Regions from separate parts of the Sus scrofa genome. Here region 2 is linked to region 1. Evidence: chromatin contacts called from public Hi-C data. All regions are on one chromosome and are shown on one strand. The core of a region is the stretch at or near the end of the contact, and the rest is flanking DNA. Distances in the headings are between cores, read along the strand shown. Region 1 holds the start of ZFHX3 (zinc finger homeobox protein 3). Region 2 has its middle 110 kb from the start of ZFHX3.

The links. A called contact is a pair of places that touch in the nucleus more often than the background predicts.
Region 2: a Hi-C map of fetal liver shows a contact between it and region 1, with 1.6 times the contacts expected there. The contact joins the enhancer-like site here to the promoter of ZFHX3 in region 1. A contact is called at or near these places in 1 of 5 promoter capture datasets (liver), 12 of 47 Hi-C or Micro-C datasets (alveolar macrophages, embryonic fibroblasts, fetal liver and 7 more) and 2 of 2 datasets of contacts at active chromatin or transcription factors (alveolar macrophages and skeletal muscle).

Annotation. Positions count from the first base shown.
Region 1 is chr6:15,938,785-15,942,588 of Sscrofa11.1, forward strand. ZFHX3 (zinc finger homeobox protein 3) reads right to left here and starts at 2,517. Exons shown (of 10, transcript XM_021097088.1): 1 at 2,226-2,517.
Region 2 is chr6:16,049,646-16,053,894 of Sscrofa11.1, forward strand. No RefSeq gene overlaps it. Among named protein-coding and RNA genes, the nearest start is that of ZFHX3, 110 kb to the left of the region's middle. Within about 2 kb of position 1,331, at least 33 of the 83 cell types and tissues checked have an H3K27ac peak or open chromatin away from gene starts, as enhancers often do. A contact at or near this core is called in fetal liver, liver, mesenteric adipose tissue and 3 more, where this site is marked.

The sequences.
Region 1 (3,804 bases), core at 1,267-3,766:
TTGGGAAGAGCCAAACAGAGGCCTGCTGAGAAGACTGTTTTATTTGGGCCCTTTCCACCCTCCCTGAGTATTCACTTGTGCAAATAAAAGACGGAAGGGAAGAAACCAAAATTAAAGTTTCAGGTGGCTGGAGAAGCAGTCAGATTTTTTTTTTTTTTTTTTTTTTTTTGGAAGAGTTAGCAAGTGTTTCTCAATAGTCCCCTGTCAATCAAAGCTGTTTTCAGGAGAACTGGAAAACAGCAGCTCTATCCCATAGAAAATGCAGCCATTTCCAAAGAGAGTTGGGAAAGGGACGTGATCCATGTGATAAAGACAGAAGGTCTCCAAGTCACTTAATTCCCTGTGACTCCAAAAGGACTGTTTTTAAAGTGTAAAAGTGCTTGCTTCTGCATCTGCCCCATGTTGTTAAATAACACTTGTGTAATTAAATGAAAGAGCAACGTGTGACCCTGGCCCATTCTGAGAGGCACTTACACGCTCTCTGAAAACACGCTGGAAACTAAATGCAGACAATCTCCTTAGTCCTGTAATTTAAGGAAGGGAGAGAGGGAAAGTTTTCTCTTGGCCCTCAGAGCGCCACATGCCCTCTGAAAGGGGGCCTTCGGGGGGCTCCGAGGAACAGAAGGAACACAAATACAGGTGTGCAAACATCCAGGTACGGACCTCTCTCCAATGACCCCATTGTTGAGACCCTTATGTTACTGAGAACCTCTGTGGCCTGACTTCCCTCACATTCCACCACCTTGGTTCCCTAATTGCTTTTCAGGCTGGGCGACAAGAAGGCTTCAGAATCTCAGGCCGCCAGTGGCTGTTGTGGTAACAAGGAACAGGCCCAGGTTCCAGGCCTCGGCCTGTCTTGATCAGGTTGCCCTGGAAGGTGCCTGTTTGCCTCTCAGCTGCAGTTTCTGCCCCCAGCACTCACGCCTCCCTCTGCAGCCCAGGCTGCTGGAGCTCGTGATTTTTAGGCTTTCCCCTTGAAACCTATCCAGAAACCACAGCCATTAAAAGAACATGAAGGTTTGACACCTCCTGAATTTAGGAATGAGGGGACTCCAGGGGCCGACTCTACACCTGCTGCTTGACGGCAGAGAAACCAAGTTCTCCAGCCAGCGCGAGCTTTAAACTATACTCCATGTATTTAGTCACCTTTTGCCAAGGATCTCAAAGCACAGGGTGAAATAAGACGACGGGAAACTTCCTCACTATCTGCCTTCGAGGCTTAAGGTTGTCTTCCTTGCTCTGCCTTGATGCATTCCACCATCCAGGCCCAGGACTGAGGGAGAGGCCTTCTCCCGGTGCCCAAGTGGGCCATCAGCCCTCTCTGAGGTTATCTGTCGGTGGCTTCTATAGTTCTCCAGGCCAGTTAAATGACTCAAATAGTGGGTGCAGGAAGGGATGACCCCCCTGGATTCACCTGCTTGAGAGTTGCATTTAAACCACTTTATGGCACGTGCACTTCAGTGCCAGGCAATGCACCAGGCAGGCAGGGGCTGTGATCTTTGCCCTCTGGGCATTTTCCCATCATTATCACACAGGTATGTCCAAAGCAGAAAGGACCATTTTCCAGAAAGTTCTTTCCCCTCTAGCCTACCATGATTACTTTTGTCTTCTTCTGCCACTGACCTAACTTGGGCCTTCTTCCCCTTCTTTTAACAGGACAAACATCTCAGCTCTCCCTCCTGACCACCCCGCTTTCCATGGAAATGGACGCAGCTCTGGTTTTCCCAGAGTGCCCACAAACTCAAATGAGTCTATCTTCAAAGGTGCCTTCCAGCTCCACGAACTCTGATTCTCCCTTTAATTACTCCCCAACAAGCGCATTCTTCGCATTGTTTCCAACTGGCCGGTGACTTCTCTTGTGATGAAAAGGGTGCATTTTTAGGCAATGGAACCCAAACTTCTAAATGACACCAGCACCGCAAATATTCAACCGGCAGGAACTAATCCAAAAGCAAAATAAGGAAGGCAGAAGGGAGGGGAAGAAAGATGGAAGGGAGGGAAGGAGGAAGGGCCTGACTCGGTGCTGAGCGCGATGCAGAGGCTCTCACCCCAGGTAGGTTCCAACTGGGAGTCAGGTAGTTCAGGTGCATCCAGCCTGCCCTTCCCCCACATGCCCCAAGAGAATGGGAAGTTCAGCCAAGACTCGCAGCACCTGCCTGCAGCTCTAGGCCGGCTGCGCGAACCCGCGGGCAGGCGGGCCGGCGGGGGCGGGAGGCTGCACTCACCTGGCACACAAAGGCTCCGCACACCTCCAGAGGGAGGAGGCACTCGCAGGTCCGGGGGCCGCGGCGGGCGCGACCACGGGAAATTCCAGCGGCACCCGAGCCCCGAACGCACCCACCCCAGGCGGCATTCTCCCCACCTCCCGCTGCCCCCGGGGCTCCGAGCTGGCTCTGGCTAGGTGCGAGGGGGCCCGGGGCAGGGGAGGGGGGCTCATGCTCGCGGCCCCGGCCGGGCCGGCGGTCGCCCCTCCCCGGGAGGGAGGGCAGGTCCCCGGGCGCGAGGCGGGGATTCACCCACGGGGCGCGGCGCTCGCGTCCCCGTCCCCGGCCTGCCCGCTGCCGGCTCCGCCGCCCGCCCGGAATGGCTTTATGTAAATGAAGCTCAACTCGCAGTTCGCGGCGCGCACCGCCCGGGGAAGGGGGGCAGGCGGGGCGGGGGGCCTTCGGGGATCCACATTACACGGCAACAAAGCGGAAGGTTAATTTGAAACTCACAGCCCCGCCGCCGCTCGGCTCCCCGGGCAAAGCCTGACATCTACAGTCGTGCCGGGCGTAGGCCGGGTGCTGGGCTGCGGCCGCGCCCGCGGGGACACAGGGACACACGGGCGCGCGAGGCCCGAGCGCTCGGCCGCGCTCCGGGCACGGGCCTCCAGGCAGGCTGGGCCGCGCGCACCCGGGGACAGGAGCCCTGGGCGGCTCGGCCTGCGCCGCGCGGAGAACCGGCCGGGCGGGCGGGAACAAAGCCCGGTCCTCCCCGGGCGCTGACCCCTCACTCATCAAAAGTCGGGGGCCGGCCTAGAATCGGGCGAGAAGAAAGGGACGCGCCCTCGGCTACAACAAGGAGCCTGGGGCCTCCGGACCAGAGCCATGGGTCTCTGGGCCCCATCCACGTCACAGCCAGGCCACTCTAGCGTGGGGACATTAGCCAATGTGGACAGGAATTTATTTGCAACACACACCCATCCTATTAACTGCTTTACAGAGAACTTCTGTTTTCAGCTGCGGAAACTTATAAAAAACATCCCCTGCTCTCCAGTGACAGCTTAAGGATAGTTTTTCATGGGAGAGAAGGAAAAAAGAGAAAGACAGAGGGGAAGAAAAGTCGCAGCCTGCAATTAACCTTACAGTATCTTTAACAAGACGCCTTAAAAGCCACAGATAAGACGTATAGATCATGCCCTGCGTAAGGAGCTTCTACCACCCAGGTCAAATTTAATGGGGCTGCCCCGTTGGTCCAAGCAATTGCTGGACACTTTTATACCGCCCCAGGTTCACTTTCTCCATTCTGACATGCAAAGGCAGCACCACAGAAATCTCACCGGAAGTCCCCTGTCCCCCTGCCAGAATCCCACTGCTAGGTCTGAATTTACTCCCGACTCTCTGCATAGAAAAGCACCTGCTTTTACCCTTTCTGAAAGCCACCCACCCAGGCTGGCCCCACAGCCTTGAGAGTCCTTTCTGACTGCACAATAATGAACCGTGCAAGTGTTAGAAATATAATAAGCTCATGAGGCGAAGCGCTGTATGTATGGAATCGTATTAGCATTAAGCACACACTGATGCAGGAGGAAAGGGGTGATGA
Region 2 (4,249 bases), core at 81-2,580, 110 kb after region 1:
TGCGCAGGCACCGTCGCCGACTTATTTTGCTACCACGCCGGCCTGGGTTCCAGTGGAGTTTTACAACATATATGCACACGGGGCTCCATACTTGGGGGCTGCTCTGTAGAAAGGGGCTCCTCGGGAGTCCCTGCTGGGTCCACCAGAGATGCTGGCTGCAGCCTGGGGCCTGCCTAGACGCAGCTTGGCCCCTCTGGTTCCCACCCCTCCTCCACCAGCCTGCCCAGTGCACCAGGAAGAGTGCAGTGGTCCATTGACCTCTGGGGAGCCAAAGGGCGTGGTCAGCTTTTTTTCGAGGTTATGGACGGTCTGAGTGACACCAGAGCCCACGCCTCCAACGGCAAGGCCAGCGGCCCTGGAGACGAGGGGCGAGGCCTGGCCGAGCCTCCTCGTCCACTTTTAGCCCTGCCCTGGAACTGACCAGAAGCCATGCCCTCCTCCCTCGGCCTGCCGGGAGCGCTGCCTCTTCTTCCCATGTCTTGGGAGCGAGATCCGTCTCCTCTGACAAACGCGAGATTCCAGGCCGAACTTTCCCATGCCACCGTCCCTCAAAATAGCCCGAGCGGAGCTGTATTTATAGCCGTGTGAGACTCTAATGGACCAATTTGTTTGAATTTCCACTGCTTTTGTGTTGAACATACCCCTCACCCGTGGACCGTCTCTTTAGGCCTTTATTGATGGGGTGTGTGAGGGTAGCGCGGGGGCCGTGACCAAGATGGGAGCTTTTGAGAGCGCGGGGGCTGTTTTGCATATTTACTGTTCTTTCAAGCCGCTTTTTTTGAGAGAGAGAGAAAGAGACAGAGAAAGAGGTTTCTGTAAGTAGCCCGGACAATGAGAACAAGCCCGGCTGTATGCCAAGCACGGGATGCCGGCCAAAACACATATCATTAGCTTGGACCAGCTATAAGCAAGGAAATGAGAAACATATGTTGGAGAGCAAGGTTAGGAGTGAGAGACTATGGGTCAGTGACAGTCACCCTAAAACTTTTCCCCTTGTTCTTCAGCTGTGGCCTGGCCGTGTCAAATGTCATTGCGACTGCCTTGATTTCTCATGGTGGGGCTGCCTGTGTTTGGTTTGGTTTGGTTTGGTTTTTTTTTTTTTTTTTTTCTTTCTTCCTCCCCCTGCCTGTTTCCTGATGGGAGTTTTTTTTTTGGGGGGGGGTGGGGAGGGGAAGAGGGGATGGGCGGGGAAAGGTTTGTGCGAGATAGTTTTTCCCAGTTCTGGGAAAACTCGCAACCTTGCTTCCCGGGATGCTCTCGGAAATGCCTCACTTTCTCTGAAGTTACAGTGTCTCTTGGGTTGGGATTTGGACTCGGTTTGGTGAGGGAAGGCAGAGGGGAAGGTTTTGCAAGCCTTTCTTGCTGTTTCGTTCTGAAATATAATTAGACGCGCCTCATTACCTCACACTGAAGGACTTTTGTACTTTTTCCGAGCTGCGTTTCCCGAGCTCCTTGACGGGCCGCGGGCTGCTGTATCCACTGGTGTTTTATCATATTAGCAGTTATTTTTTTTCCCCAACACGTCTGTCCTCTTGTCTTGTGCTCCCTGAGCTTTCCGGGCTTGATTTGCGGGTCTGAAGGCCAGGCCCAGGGACTCTGCTGGGGCCCGGTGCTGGGGGACAGGCCCGTATTCCTTTGGTCCTTGCCGGCTGCCCTCTCCTCCACCACATGAGTTTTCGTTAAAGTGTTCCCCGGACAGTTTGCTAACAAGGCTGTGCTCTCTTCCATCCCAGGGTCAAGACCCCTGTTCCCTATAAAACCCAGATGACGAACTGCATTGAGGGAAGCTCAGAGGCGGTCCCCGGAGGACCCACTATGGCTACTGTTCTGCAGCCGGAGATGCTTCCAGGCGGCCTCCCGGGAACCTCCCCAGGCTCCGACACCCAGGTTTGGCTACAGTCAGAAAAGAGCCGGGGGTGCACCCAGCCATTCCCGTTAAGGAACCGTCCTGCCGGGGGCTGCGTGGGGCTGGTACAAGCCTGGGTGGCGGAGAGCTACGGGGGAAAGGCCTTCCCAGAAAGCCTCTGGGCAGCTCTTTTTCAGATTTGGGGAATGGTGTTTGGGGTGGAAACCATTTCAAATAATTAAAACATTTGGTCCCTGTTTATCCTCTGCTTCCTTCTTCAGGCCTTGTTCTGAAAATAAACTTTGCTTGGAGTTTCCGGGCTCCTAAAATTCCCGAGTGTGTCAGTGTCCTGAGAGCCTTGGGCAGAGCTAATGATTGGCTTGAGGTTAGCTGGGCCTCTTTCCCCAGGTGAACTGTCTTCACGTTTTCCTCTTCAGTTTTTTTTTTTTTTCCCTCTTTTTCTGGGTAGCAGGTCTCTCTCCTGGGCCTGGAGACAAGCCTCCCTTGTTAACTGTTCCTAAGCGCTCAGTGGATCAGGAGGGGTGCGTGTAAGAGTGTGTGTGTGTGTGTGTGTGTGTGTGTGTGTGTGTGTGTGTGTCCATTTGACAAAAAAACAAGAGAGGAAAGAGAACAGCCAAACCACAGCATGTAGGCCGTGGGTATTTAAGTCTTCCATGGACAGTGAGGCAGGATCCTGGGGCCTGAAAATCTTCCACGTTGCAAGAGTCTGTTTCTCGGCTCTGTCCCCTTCCCTCTCTGTTGTGGCAGAGGGCAGCCGGAATGAGGTTTGCATCCATGTGTTCTCTTTCTGTGTCCTTACTGTTTGGCTGCCTGTCAAATCGCAACACAGTCAAAAACCTGCCTCGACTCCATCATATCCCACCATCTCGTTACCTCCCTTCTGGCTCTGCCACGCCTGCTCTTGCCTGGAACCCGAGAGGCCTTCTCGATGGTTCTGCCCACCTCCCCTTCGCCCTGTTTCAGTCCACTCAGCAATGAGTGGCCAGAGGGACCGTCGGAAAACCCCACTTCAACAAATCCCCCTACCCTCCCGAGAGCCCTCCTGGTCGCTGCCTACGTCTCCAACTTGACACCGAGCCATCTCTCTTTGGTCTTTTATGTTCCAGACACACGAGCTTTCTTGGCCTCACCAGTCAAGCAGGAATAACCACAGCGCCTCCTCAAAGGGTTGGGAGGAGTAAATGCTTGAAACACAGCAAGCCCCTAAAACGGGGTCTGACCACGACAGGCTCAGTAAACGGCAGGACCGTTCTGTTCTGTTTACCCCTTTGAGTTTGCCGAGGACTTTCCTGCTTCCCATCTCATCGTTGATGTTTTTCTCTTTGTCAGTTGCTTCTTTCTTGGGCTTCAAGTGTGAGTTTAAATGTTAACTCCTTAGAGACTTTCTCTAATCAGTTGATTCAAATAGGTTCCCATCCCTTGAACCCTCAACCCCATTATTTTTCTCCTGTAATAGCCGATTTGTTTCCCTCATACCCCTTTTCCCCACTTGTATGTACACAGTATTCATTCACCTGCAGGCGGGGTTAGGTCTGGACACCCTGATCTAGCACAACAACCACTTGCTGAATCAATGTTGGAGTCATTCAAATTCCTGGCCTTTCCTCTTAGAATACCAGGGCCACGCCCATCCCAGCTTGTCTCCTGGGCCACACACTTCTCTCCAGTTCCTGACTTTATTTATTCATTGTCTCATCCTTTTGCTGCTACTGACCCTGGGCTTTCGGGGAGGGAAAGTCTCTGAATCCTCCAGACGCTGCCATCTCCCTCCAGAGTTCTCTTCTCTCACGTGGGGGCCAGTTTCTCCTGTGAGAGGCTCACACTTTCATTTCTAGGTAAATGATAAATAATAGAATATGCAATGCCCAGAGTGAGTTCAATGACTAAGAACTCCTCCTCTGCCAAGTTAGAAGGGTTTAGGGATGAATTAACTCATCGTCTGCCGTTAAGAGATCAACGTCTCTGCCATCCCTCCATGGATAGTCCAGATCAGGCATCTTACAGCTCAAATCAAAAGTCTGAAGTGATGGTAGGAAACCCTAGTAGCCACTGTCGAGCCTCATCATCATGCACTGTACAAGGACATGTGTGACACGAGCTAAGAAGCCATAACCTGACCTGTCCTCATGAATCTCTCTTTCACTCTCATGGCCAAGAACGCCAAGAAGGAAAATGCCCTCGACTGAATTTTTATTATTTATTGATTCTGTCCCCTGCCCCCTTAGGCCTCCGTGCACTTTGCTAATTACTTCTTTGGAAATCTTTTTACTTTACCATTCACCAGAATGCTGCCACCTCTGGGAAAGAATGTGGCAGTGTGATGGAATGCAGGCTTGATAAGAACTGAGCTTCCAGAAGTGTCTTCTCAGCGAAATGCTGGTC